Regions from separate parts of the Macaca mulatta genome. Here region 2 is linked to region 1. Evidence: chromatin contacts called from public Hi-C data. All regions are on one chromosome and are shown on one strand. Each heading gives the region's core, a stretch centred on a gene start, on an enhancer-like site or on the middle of the called end of the contact. The rest is flanking DNA. Distances are from core to core; before and after follow the strand shown.

What was found. A called contact is a pair of places that touch in the nucleus more often than the background predicts.
Region 2: a contact with region 1 is called in a Hi-C map of fetal cortex germinal zone, with 4 times the contacts expected there. The contact joins the promoter of ARMCX1 here to the promoter of HNRNPH2 in region 1. A contact is called at or near these places in 2 of 14 Hi-C or Micro-C datasets (fetal cortex germinal zone and liver).

What each region holds. Positions count from the first base shown.
Region 1 is chrX:108,296,254-108,302,793 of T2T-MMU8v2.0, forward strand. HNRNPH2 (heterogeneous nuclear ribonucleoprotein H2) reads left to right here and starts at 3,090. Exons shown (of 2, transcript NM_001193993.2): 1 at 3,090-3,197. GLA (galactosidase alpha) reads right to left here and starts at 2,880. Exons shown (of 9, transcript XM_077989197.1): 1 at 2,584-2,880. The coding sequence starts at 2,777.
Region 2 is chrX:108,426,842-108,433,381 of T2T-MMU8v2.0, forward strand. ARMCX1 (armadillo repeat containing X-linked 1) reads left to right here and starts at 2,471. Exons shown (of 1, transcript NM_001261106.1): 1 at 2,471-4,335. The coding sequence starts at 2,576. The coding sequence ends at 3,937.

The sequences.
Region 1 (6,540 bases), core at 1,840-4,339:
ATAAGTTAATTCTCCCTGCAATCCTTTACATATTTAACAAAATCCATAACAAAGCCCAAAAGTACTTAGGTTTCTTTTTTATCTTTTTTTTTTGAGATGGAGTCTCCCTCTATCGCCCAGGCTGGAGTGCAGTGGCGCCATCTTGGCTCACTGCAACTTCTGCCTCCCAGGTTCCAGCGATTCTTCTGCCTCAGCCTCCCCAGTAGCTGAGATTACAGGCATGAGACACCACACCTGGCTAATTTTTGTATTTTTAGTAGAGACAGGGTTTTGCCATTTTGGCTAGGCTAGTCTTGAACTCCTGGCCTCAAGTGATCCACCTGCCTCGGACCCCCAAAATGCTGGGATTATAGGTGTGGGCCACCTGCCCAGCTTCCGAAAGGGCTTTTTAAGGAACTTGGCACAACATCACAAAAAGTTCACCTAAAAGATTACATACATGCACATTAATTAAAAGATAAAGGAAGGCTGGGCACAGTGGCTTACGCCTATAATAACAGTACTTTGGGAGGCCGAGATGGGCACATCACTTGAGGCCAGGAGTTCGAGACCAGCTTGGGCAACATGGTGAAACTACCTCTCTACTAAAAATACAAAAATTAGCTGGTTGTGGTGGCGTGCCTGTAATCCTAGCCACTCGGGAGGCTAAGACAGGAGAATTGCTTAAATCCGGGAGGTGGAGTTTGCACTGAACAGAGATCACGCCACTGCACTCCAACCTGGGTGACAGAGTGAAACTCCCTCTCAAAAAAAAAAAAACAAAAAACAACAAACAAACAAACAAAAAAAACTAAGGCCGGGTGCAGTGGCTCACGCCTATAATCCCAGCACTAGCACTTTGGGAGGCTGAGGTGGGCGGATCACGAGGTCAGGAGATGGAGACCATCCTGGCTAACATGGTGAAACCACATCTGTACTAAAAAATACAAAAAAAAAAAAAAAAAAAAAAAAAAAAAATGAGCCAGGTGTGGTGGCGGGCGCCTGTAGTCCCAGCTACTCGGGAGGCTGAGGCAGGAGAATGGTGTGAGCGAGACTCCATCTCAAAAAAAAAAAAAAAAGTGTAATTTACCCAATGTCACAGGGTTAAGTAACAATGAGGCAGAATTTGAGCCCAGGCTGGGTGCCAGGGTCTTGTCATTAGCCAAACATGACATAAACATGATCCATTTTTTTATGGAATATAATGAAAAAAAGAAATCTATGTTTTCATTTATATAGAAAACAATTGCAAGGTTGTATATTAACATTTTAATCATGATTATTTCCGGGTGGTGGAATGGTGGGGGGAAATCTTTATTTTCATTTTGCTCTTCTTTATCTACATTTTTTGCAATGATCATGCATTAGTTTTCTAATCAGATGCAAATACCACTAAAAAAAAAACCCGTGACGGGCAAAATTGCCACACATACTGTACCACAGGGTCACATGAAACTTAGAAGGCCAATTTCTTCTGTGAGGTCTGACCAACATCCTGACTTTATCTGTAAAGATATTCATAGGAATAACTTATGAACACAGAAATGTACTGTGACTGCCACCTTTTTACCAATATCTATCAGTGATTCCTAACCTTTTTAAAGTCACAGAGCCCTTTGAGAATCTGAAGAAAGTAAATATCCTCTCTCCAGAAAAATACACATATTCATTCAGATTTGTAGGTTTACATTCATTTTCCCATCGATTCCAGGTTAGGGAACATTTGCTCTGTACGCGCAATTGAATGGTCAAGCGCTGTGCTATGTACTTTAAATAGGTTATCTCCTTGAAAGTTCACCTGTGTGAGATAAGAACTATTTTTCAGATCTTTTTTGTCAGCTCCCTGAAATTAAAAGGTTGTAATCCCAATTTACAGATAAGGATTGTGAGGGTCAGACACGTTCAATACCTATCTAATTCAGCCTCAACCCTCACCCAAACGTGTAAATGTATAAAGTTCCTCCATGTCAACCTTCCAGCCTGATGCCACGCTCATAGGCGAGGTGGGAGAGATCTCAGCGACCTTAGGGTCTCTCTAACTCTCTCGAGATACTGCCGAGAAATCCACGACCCCAAAAGGAGAAAAAATGGCACGAATCTTAGTCCCCGATCCCTCCTACCCATCCTAGATGTTCTCACGGTTAGCATCCGGCAGAGGAAGAACAAACGTTCACAAGAAGGGTCTGAATAGAACCGGGCAGGGCTACTTTGGGCACACTGCCTATGGGGTGGCCCTGCTCTGCAAGGAGCAGTGAAAAAGGAGAACCGGGCAGGGAGAGAGAGATAGAGAGAGGAGAGAAGAGGAAGAGAAAGAGAAAGAGAAGGCGGGGGGGGGGGGGGGGAGGAGAGAGAGAGAGAGAGAGAGAGAGAGAGAGAGAGAGAGAAACAAACAGGGGCTGCTGGCCGGACCCCCATCCCATCACACAGAGAAAGTTTAGGGCTAGTCCCGATTCGAGACAGTTTGCTGGGGATAAAAAAGCAGCGCAGAGTCGGGTCGGGGAGCGCTCCCTCGGGCTCAACTGTTCCTGTTGAGACCCTCCAGTTCCCCAAACACACCCAAACACATGGAAAAGCAAAGGGAAGGGAGTACCCAATATCTGATACCTGATGCAGGAATCTGGCTCTTCCTGGCAGTCAAGGTTGCACATGAAGCGCTCCCAGTGCAGCCAGCCCATGGTAGGCGTCCTGGCCAATCCATTGTCCAGTGCTCTGGCCCCAGGGATGTCCCAGGAAACGAGGGCCAGGAAGAGAAGCGCAAGCGCGCAGCCCAGATGCATTTCTGGGTTCCTCAGCTGCATTGTCACAGTGATCAGACAGCATAGATTTCCGCGGGTAACCTAGGCTTTTAAGTTTAACCTCAGGGGAGGACCAATCACCAATTACTTATTAAATAATGACGTTACTGTTTCTCCGGCAACTGGGACGGTTATCCCCAGAGGTAGACCAATAATCAGTCACGTAAGACGTTCCGCTAACCAATCACCCTCTTTCTTTCTTGATATTGACCCGCCCTATTTCCATACCAGAAGGAAGTGCGGCACCTTAGTGATCCCGAGTTTAAGCCGAGAGTTGCTCACGTGACCGAGATCTCACATGACGTAGGCGCTCACGTGATTACTCGCTTACGTGAGCAGAAGTAGTTCTGGTCGTCGTCTACCGTCTCGCTATAGCCGTTTGAGGGAAGAAGGAGGAAAATTACCCGGTATCGTTAGAGGTTGGTGTGTGGGTGGGAACTGGGGACCCAGGGGTGGTGATGATGAAGACCAAAGCGGGGTTCGGGGGCCGCCTCCGCCTCTTTCGTTCTCTGCTTTCCCCTCCCCCCTCGCGCTCTCTTCCCTCCTCCCCCCCATCTCAGTGCCGGGAAGCCGCCTGTGCTGCGCCTGGTGGGGAAATGGTGGACGCTCATGACTGTGTATGTGTTTTTGTATATCTGTCTGTCTGGGCCGGTCTCGGGGGACCCCTAAGGGTGACCGTAAGGCGAAAAAGGTTTGAAAACCACAGCCCTGAGTTAAGAAAAACAGATACTGAAAATAGTGGTCTGAGTGCTGGTCTATCTCTTCAGGCACTCAGTCTCCACTGCCTGATTGTCTGTAGGGGGAGGCCCCAAGTGAATTTTATCTGTAGAGTCACATCTAGGCAAATGCGTGCTTGACAAAGGCGCCCAATAAATTACTTTACTGAATTGAGTATTCGAATAATGTTTATTTTTCTGCTGATAACAACAATCTACATACTCAATTTCGAACATTTGAAAAATAACAATGTAGTATAAAATTTAAAAATACACGTAATTCACCACCCAGAGACGACTACTCAACCTTATCTCGTTACAGTTTTTAAAAAAATGTGTGTAACACGCATATAAATACACAAATTCTTAACTCACAAAGAGTCCTGGTTCCCACTTGAGCCAGCAGTCCTGATGGCCTTCCCAGGAGACGCAGTAATGAAGTAGAACCTCTCTGCCCCTACAGAAGGGCTCTTAAGGGATAGAGTGGTGCAGGGAATTAAATGGGACGGGTTATCCCAGGGATAAGGCAAGCCAAAAAAAAAAAAAAAAAAAAAAAAAAATTGTACAAAATGTAATAAAAAACAGCCTGTAAATCTGTCACTGAGACCTTAGGATGGTTAATAGGAAAACTGTTATCACTGCAGATGCAGTCTGCTAGGCACTTAATATGCAATCAGTAAATGTTAAATCGTTTCCTCAGTGTAGTTTTATGGCCGTTATTACACTTTGTACTTTGTTTCCAAGAGGCCCAATGCTCACAGACCATATCAGATAACCATCCACATTCAAAATTGGACAATTTTATAAAATTTCCTATACCAAATCCCAGAAATGCAAACATTTTAATTTGTTTTATGTTGCTTTTTTGCTGAAGTAAAAGTAATTATTTCTGTAGAAATTTAAGACTGCATAAAAAAATTGGAAAAATAACATGGAAAATCCATTAACCTACCACTCAGAGTAACCACTAATATGTTCTTTCTAACTTAAAAAAAATCCCAGTACAGCAAATTTAAAGAATTAAAACTGTATAGAAGTATATAGGGTAAAAAGCGAAAAGCCCACTTCACTCCCCCTACCCTTCAGTTCTCTCAAAAACAAGTTTGCTTCCAGATCTTCTTTTATTTATTTACATACGTATATACATGCATGCTAATCTTTTACTATAAGTAGGATCATACTATGTATGTTCTTTCATTTAGTGTATTTTGGAGATCTTTCTGGGTCAAGGCAGATAGATTTTTTTTTAAATGGCTGCATTGCATTCCATTTTAAGGATAAGGTATAATTCATTCAGCCATTCCTCTAATGATGGCTATTTAGCTTTCCAATGTTCTGCCTTTACTAACAGTGCTGCAAGGAACATTCCTAAGTATTTCTGTTGACTAGATTCCTGGAAGGATTCTAGCAGTGTCAAAGGGTATGGGAATATGTATTTTGTACATAGTTGAGATTGTAAAGCAGCTGTGCTCTTGGGTCACTTATAATTATAGCATAAGTAATTTCTCATGTTATTAAATATTTTTGTAACTTTTAAAATTAAATGCATAATATTCCAGTTTTCTTAATAAAGTACTTTTCAAAGAATATATAGCTCCATAAATCTTTGTCTGAATTTCAGATCATCTCCTTAGGGCACATAACTGAAATGTATTTGCTGTCAAAAGGCGTGATACATATTATCAAATTGCTTTCAGGATATAGTGGGATTTATCAAAAAGGAAATAGTTTATATCAATTACCACTCCTCTAGTAGTGTATTATTAGTTTGTGAACTCTGCATAGCACTGATTTACTGTCACCGTTTAATTTCCATAATCTTGATGGGTGAAAAATAATGATTAGTTCTGGTTTTAACTTACTGGAAGATTGATTAAATTTGAACATTTCCCAGATTGCTCTCCTGTATCCTCCTATACCTGTATTCTCTCATACTTAATCTGTTATCAAGTCCCGCAGATTCCACTTTTTTTGGTATGTGTAGATATAGCTTTTCTCCATTTTACTCCTGTTGCCTTAGGCGATTCCTTTAACGTATATTTAAGAGACAAGTTCTAACTAATCTCCCTAGTTCCACCTCTGAGTACCACACTGTTGCCGGGGTGATCTGTCTGAAAGAGTTTTGGTGAAGTCACCCCACAAACTCCCCGGTTTAAAAGTCTTAAAAGGTGCTTAGTGTATATAGTGTGTATATACTTCTATACAGTTTTAATTCTTTAAATTTGCTGCACTGGGATTTTTTTAAGTTAGAATGAACATATTAGTGGTTACTCTGAGTGGTAGGTTTATGGATTTTCCATGTTATTTTTCCAGTTTTTTTATGCAGTCTTAACTAAGCACTGCATAAAAGTCTTTGGGATCTGATCTATGCCTTGCCAGCCTTTTCTCTTGCTTTTCCCTCTCCTATTTGTGCTTTATCATAATTTTAAAAAATCGTTTATGGATCCCTGGGCAGGTTAGTCTGTTTCATTTAACCATTTGACCTCCAACCAATAGAACTGATCAACTAGTCCCTCCTTGATACTATGCTTATACCCCACCCAGAGGGTCATGGCAAGTATAATGTATATTTGCATTTACATCTTTAATAATGATATTTGGTGCTCCTGTAGGATCATAAGCCCTTTCTGGGCTTATTGATTCTTGTATGCCAGAGCTGAGTATTGGACATGGCAACTAAAAAATATTTCTAAAATGAATGTGTGAATTCCCAATAATGTCTTTTTTTCATTTATCTCTGAAGCCCAAATATTTCCCTGATTTTATTGATTTGCATACATTTGTATATAAGGAGATTATATAAAGAACGTATATAACCTGTGTTTTGTTTGTGTTTTAATGTTTTAATTGTTGTTTAATCTTTTGATCTAGTGAAGTTTTTTATGTGTGTATATTCAGATATAGCTATCTTTTATTTGTTGACCTATCCCACTGATTTGTTGATGTTATTTTATTTATTTATTTATTTTTTGAGACTTAGTTTCGCTCTGGTGGCCCATGCTGGAGTGCAGTGGCGTGATCTCGGCTCACCTCCACCTCCTGGGTACATA
Region 2 (6,540 bases), core at 1,221-3,720, 130 kb after region 1:
CACAAACGGAAGCTACTTCTGGTCTCCGGGATTGGCAAAGAGGAAAATGAGTGGCAGGACCTGATGTGTCAGGGAAGGAAGGGGAGGGCCGGCTTCTGCGGCACTGCTGATGGGAGTGGTAATTGGGGTCCTGATCTCACGGTTGACGTGGCCCTCACGTGAGCTGGAGCCGACGCGTGCAGACGTCCTTCTAATCTTAGTCTTCGTTTGGTCCGGTTGCACTCTCCCTATCGCCCAGAGGGCGAGAGGGCCTGTGGCCTGGGGGAAGGAGGACGAGGTTACTGCCTGGATCCCAGCAGGTTTGTGTGTGGATGGGCGTTGCCAGGGGATCCCTGCGGCGCGGGCAGTGAAGGGTGGAGGCCGAAGGGGGAGCAGTTCGCTTTCTCCAAACCCTTGCAGTATTCCTGTCCCTTTCTAGAACAAAAATGGTGGACCTTGGGGCCGGATTCCAGGGGCGACCCCAGACTCGGGCGTGGTGGGACCTTTAACATCCAGGGCCTTGAATCAGGGAGGGCAGATATTCGGATTCGTATCCTGTGTGCTGGTCCATCTACCAAGCCAGAATCTTGGGGCTGTGCGTCTGTCTGACAGTCATTCCCCTTTTCTTTCAGTAGGGCGCTGTGCCATTTGGGAACAAAGGAATAGTCTGCCTGGAATCCCTGCAGGTCAGTGTAAAGCTGGGGCTGTTCCGCGGCCCCCGGAAGGACTGGGATGACTGAGGTCCTTGCCTTAACTTGGGCCCTTTACCGACTCTCAAGCAATCTTCCTGCCATTTTTTTTCCTTTAGGAAAAAAGGATGTAACAGTGCCTGCAGGAAAAGTGCTTGTCATTGCGGGTAGGGTGCATTGGGGAGAGGGATAGAAGAGATCGGTTGGTTTTGTTTTCCTCCTCGTATTTTCCATATTCCCCCCTCGCCCCGCCCCGCCCCGCTTCCAGTGGTTTGAAAGGGGTGTGGTTTTTGCTGGGAAAATGGCCGACCGCTGGGGCTGCGGGAGGGAGGGCCGGAGGCGGGGACCGGGGGTGGGGGAACACTACGTAGCGGGAGGGCTGGTGTCAGCCGAGTCCAGAGAAGTGAGGGTAGGGTGACAGACAAAAAGGTAAACTCCGTTGACAGCCAGGACCCTGAATTAGGAAAAGCGGATGTTGGGACTCTCCGAAGTGCTTTTCTGTCCGCTGAGCCATCAGTTTCTGCCTTGTTGCTTGTGTCTGCAGATCTTGGGGCCAGAGGCCAGTCCAACCCTTGGAGCAGGAAGAAACGCAAAGTTGTCAAGAACCAAGTAGGTCATAATAAGGGTGATGGCATTATTTGGGGGTGGAGCATGGTGGCGACTGCAACTCGAGTGGGCCCGTGGACCCCCTCCACATCTCCCTTCTTCCCTTCTTCCCTACACAATTTCGGATCTTGCAAAATAAATTGCTCTGCAGGTACAAGACAGGGAAGCAAATAGCTGAGAAGGGGTGGGCGTCAAGAGAGTCCAGGGGTTGGGAGGACGTTACTCCAAATTACTGTTTGAGGTACAGTGTCCTTGGTGTTGGTCCGTCGACCAAGCACTCACTTCTGAAGTTTGTTAGTCTTGAAGGTTTAGTGGAAGCAGAAACTGAGGTAAGGGAGGTAAGAAATTGCTCCCGAGCAGAGGTAGTTGGTATAACGACACGGCGGGGGTGGGGGGTGAGTGGGGGTGTCCTGGTACCTTTGAGATGGAGGAGTTGGTGGAGGCAAGGACAGAGTTGGAGACCTTTACACATTTCACGCCAGTCCGGCTTTTAGATATTCTCACTTCATTTTGTTACAAGGAAAATGTTAACAATGAAAATGTGTGGCGACATCTTCGGAGGATGCCAATGATAAGAGTAGGGGTGGAGGTGGAATGGAGGGTTAGAGGAATCATCGAAGGAGGAAGAGGAAGGGAGACAATGAATTCCAAAGCCGCACCTCGGTGAGGAGTGGAGGGCAACCGAAGGCGGGAAACATCGGGCAAGGCAGTTGTAAAGGGCTAGGAATTCAGAAGAGGGATGTATGTCCCGTCCCGGGTGATATCTGTATGTCCCCCTAGCTCTCGGCACCCCCTCCTCGCGTCCTTGTCTGCAGGTTTGCACGAAGCAGTGCCCTTGGAAGCAAGAAAGAGAAGGAAAAAACTGCCTGGACCTCTGTGGGTGCATGTGGGGGCGCCACTGTTCCCAGGACATCTGAAGGGCAGGATGGCAGGGAACTTTAACATTCTGGGGCGACGTGGTGGAACGTGAGGTTGGACAGTCTTGAAGTGGGGAAAATTTCCAAACTTAGCTTCCGGATGGAAGAAAGGAATCAGTGATCTAGATATTAAGCCCCGAGTTTGCCAATATATCTGTATTTTTGTACGTTTGTTTGTCTTGCCGTTGTTTCAGTCTGTTTGCGTGGCAAAGACACAAAAGGAGGAGGAGCCTGAAATCTGAACTGCATCCTTTATTCCTAGGTCAAGCTGCCTCAGAGCCGGCCAGCAGTAGCTGCAGACTCCGCCCGCGACGTGTTCGCGCTTCTCTGGGCCAGAGCGAGCCTGTTCTGTGCTCCGGTTAAGAGATTTGTCCCGGCTATACCATGGGCCGCACTCGGGAAGCTGGCTGCGTGGCCGCTGGTGTGGTTATCGGGGCTGGTGCCTGCTACTGTGTATACAGACTGGCCTGGGGAAGAGACGAGAACGAGAAAATCTGGGATGAAGACGAGGAGTCTACGGACACCTCAGAGACTGGGGTTGAGACTGTGAAAGGAGCTAAAACTAACGTTGGGGCAGGGTCTGGGGCCAAACTTCAGGGTGATTCAAAGGTCAAGCCTGAGGTGAGTTTGGGACTCGAGGATTGTCCAGGTGTAAAAGAGAAGGCCCATTCAGGATCCCACAGTGGAGGTGGCCTAGAGGCCAAGGCCAAGGCCCTTTTCAACACGCTGAAGGAACAGGCAAGTGCAAAGGCAGGCAAAGGGGCTAGGGTGGGTACCATCTCTGGGAACAGGACCCTTGCACCGAGTTTACCCTGCCCAGGAGGCAGGGGTGGAGGCTGCCACCCTACCAGGAGTGGATCTAGGGCTGGGAGCAGGGCAAGTGGAAAATCCAAGGGAAAGGCCCGAAGTAAGAGCACCAGGGCTCCAGCTACAACATGGCCTGTCCGCCGAGGCAAGTTCAACTTTCCTTATAAAATTGATGATATTCTGAGTGCTCCCGATCTTCAAAAGGTCCTCAACATACTGGAGCGAACAAATGATCCTTTTATTCAAGAAGTAGCCTTGGTCACTCTGGGTAACAATGCAGCATATTCATTTAACCAGAATGCCATACGTGAATTGGGTGGTGTCCCAATTATTGCAAAACTGATAAAAACGAAAGACCCCATAATTAGAGAAAAGACTTACAATGCCCTTAATAACTTGAGTGTGAATGCAGAAAATCAGGGTAAGATTAAGACGTACATCAGTCAAGTGTGTGATGACACCATGGTCTGTCGCTTGGACTCAGCTGTGCAGATGGCTGGGTTAAGACTGTTAACCAACATGACTGTGACTAATCATTACCAACATTTGCTTTCCTATTCTTTTCCAGACTTTTTTGCTTTGTTATTCCTGGGAAATCACTTCACCAAGATACAGACTATGAAACTAATTATAAACTTTACTGAAAATCCAGCCATGACAAGAGAGCTGGTCAGTTGTAAAGTACCATCAGAATTGATTTCCCTTTTTAATAAAGAATGGGATAGAGAGATTCTTCTTAATATCCTTACCCTATTTGAGAATATAAATGACAACATAAAAAATGAAGGGCTTGCATCATCCAGGAAAGAATTCAGCAGAAGTTCACTTTTTTTCTTATTCAAAGAGTCTGGAGTTTGTGTTAAGAAAATCAAAGCACTAGCAAATCACAATGATCTGGTGGTGAAAGTAAAAGTCCTGAAAGTATTAACCAAACTCTAATTTGGAGTCTGTCCCAAAGAGTATTGAGGTATTTGCACTTGGTACGATGTGTTTTGTAAATTCTTTGTTTTTCATTGTGAATATATGGTAAAGAGATCTTTTCAGCTGCTATTTTGGAATAATGACTATCATATATCATAACAGTGACTGATGTTGGTTTTAATGGTTGGGTTGAGGATGAACCATTTTAATGATGCCAAATGGAATATTAGTACTTGTACACAGAAAGAATTTATTGATTTGATCTTATTACCTAGATTGAGATATTTTTACTCTTTCCTCTACCTAAACTGACAATGAATTAGTTATACATCATGAATAAGCTACACTTTTATATTAGTTTATATTTGTTAATCTAAGACTTGTGTTCCATCAATAAAGTTGTGTTTTAAGCAGCAGAAAAAAAAGACATTGTCCTTGTCCTTCAGTTTATGATCTGTTTGGAAAGGTAAGATATATGGAAACTAAAACAAAGAGATATTAACAAACCCAGGAGACCATCAATGCTTAGAGGCAGCAGAAACAGCTGCAGGCAACAGTGCGCAAGGAAAGTTTTACAAAGGAGAACTCTTAAGTAAGCTGGGTTTGAAGGACAGGATACAAAAAGTCAGAAGGGCACTCAAGACAGGAGGAGGGATGAAAAGAAAGGCATGGAGATGGGAATCCTTCTCCAGAGAGAAGTGCTGACCTGCTGGAATGGTAAGTGTAGGGAGGGTAGTGATGACAGAGAGAGTCAGGCGGTAAAGGTGAGTCCTATTCATGGAGCACCCCTAACTGCTAAACTGGGGTGTGTGAATATTACTGCATCCACCCCTGGGAGACATCAAGGCCTTTTGTGATCAGAGGAATGACAAGATGAAAGGAAAACGATATGGTAGATTTATGTGCAACAGGAGTCCAAGCTGGGGTGGGGATAGGAGTGGTGACTGGAGATTGGAAAAAACAGGAAGCTACCACAAGTTAGTCCAGGCATGAGATAATAAAGTTGTGAAGTTTTACTAGTGGCCATGGGAATGGTAAGGAGAGGATGGAAATGAGAGACCTTTTGAACCAAAAAGTGCTGAGATGTATTCTGGAGACATACAAAGAGGACCAATTTTATTTTAGGGTCCTTGGGGTATTTGACAGAAAAATGTCCTCTTGGCCAGTTCTGGTATTCATGTAAGTAAACAGTTACAACTTTGGAATAATAAGAAAGAATAAGTTTTAGTGCTTGTATCAGATTTCCTTTATAAGGTTGGTTAAGGTGGGGCCTTTATGGAACCATAGAGAGTGTTGTTGGGATACACATAGAAAATCTACCTCACTCCCACGCCTTAGTGAGGGTGAGGGTGTCAGGGGAGGAGCACTCTCAAACTGCTGGTGGGAGTATACACTGGTACAAGGTCCATTGGAATATATGCACATCCTTTGACCCTGTAATTCCACTTGTAGAAATGTATCTTTAGGAAATAATCACATAATTAGCTTGTAGGAAGCTGTGCATCTTCAAACTGTTTTGAAAGGTGTAAAGTTGTAAATGACTCAAGTATCTCAAGATAGGCAGTTAGCTAAATAAATTAATGTATGTCTACACATTTAAATATTATGCAGCTATTGAAAATATTGATGGACATCTACATTTACCTACATCAGAAATTCAGCATATAGTTTTTTTAAAAAAAATAATTTTTAATTTTTGTGGGTATATAATAGGTATATATATTTATGGGTTACATGAGATATTTTGATACAGGCATGCAATGTATAATAATCACATCAGGGTTAATGGGGTATCGATCATCTCAAGCATTTATCCTTTGTGTTACAAACAATCCAGTTATACTCTTTTAGCTATTTTACAATGTACAATTAAATTATTATTGACTATAGTCACCCTGTTGAGCTATCGAATACTAGATCTTATTCATTATTTCTAACCATTTAGTTTTATTTATTTATTTTTAATTTTTATTTTACTTTAAGTTCCGGGATACATGTGCAGAACGTGCAGGTTTGTTACATAGGTGTACGTGTGCCATGGTGATTTGCTGCACCTATTAACCTGTCATCTAAGTTCTTTCTTCTTGTCCCCTACCCCCCAACAGGCTCTGGCATGTGTTGTTCCCCTCCCTGTGTCCATGTGTTCTCATTGTTCAGCTCCCACTTCTGAGTGAGAACATGCGGTGTTCGGTTTTTTGTTCCTGTGTTAGTTTGCTGAGGATAATGGCTTCCAACTTCATCCATGTCCCTGCAAATGACATGATCTCATTACTTTTTAGGGCTGCATAGTATTCCATGGTGTATATGTACCACATTTTCTTTATCCAGTCTATCATTGATGTGCATTTGGGTTGGTTCCATGTCTTTGCTATTGTAAATAGTGTTGCAATAAACATACGCATGCATGTGTCCTTATAGTAGAATGATTTATAATCGTTTGGGTATATACCCAGTAATGGGATTGCTGGGTCAAAAGGTATTTCTGGTTCGAGATCCTTGAGGAATCACCACACTGTCTTCCACAATGGTTGAACTAATTTACATTCTCACCAACAGTGTAAAAGTGTTCCTATTTCTCCACAGCCTTGCCAGAATCTGTTGTTTTTTGACTTTTTAATAGT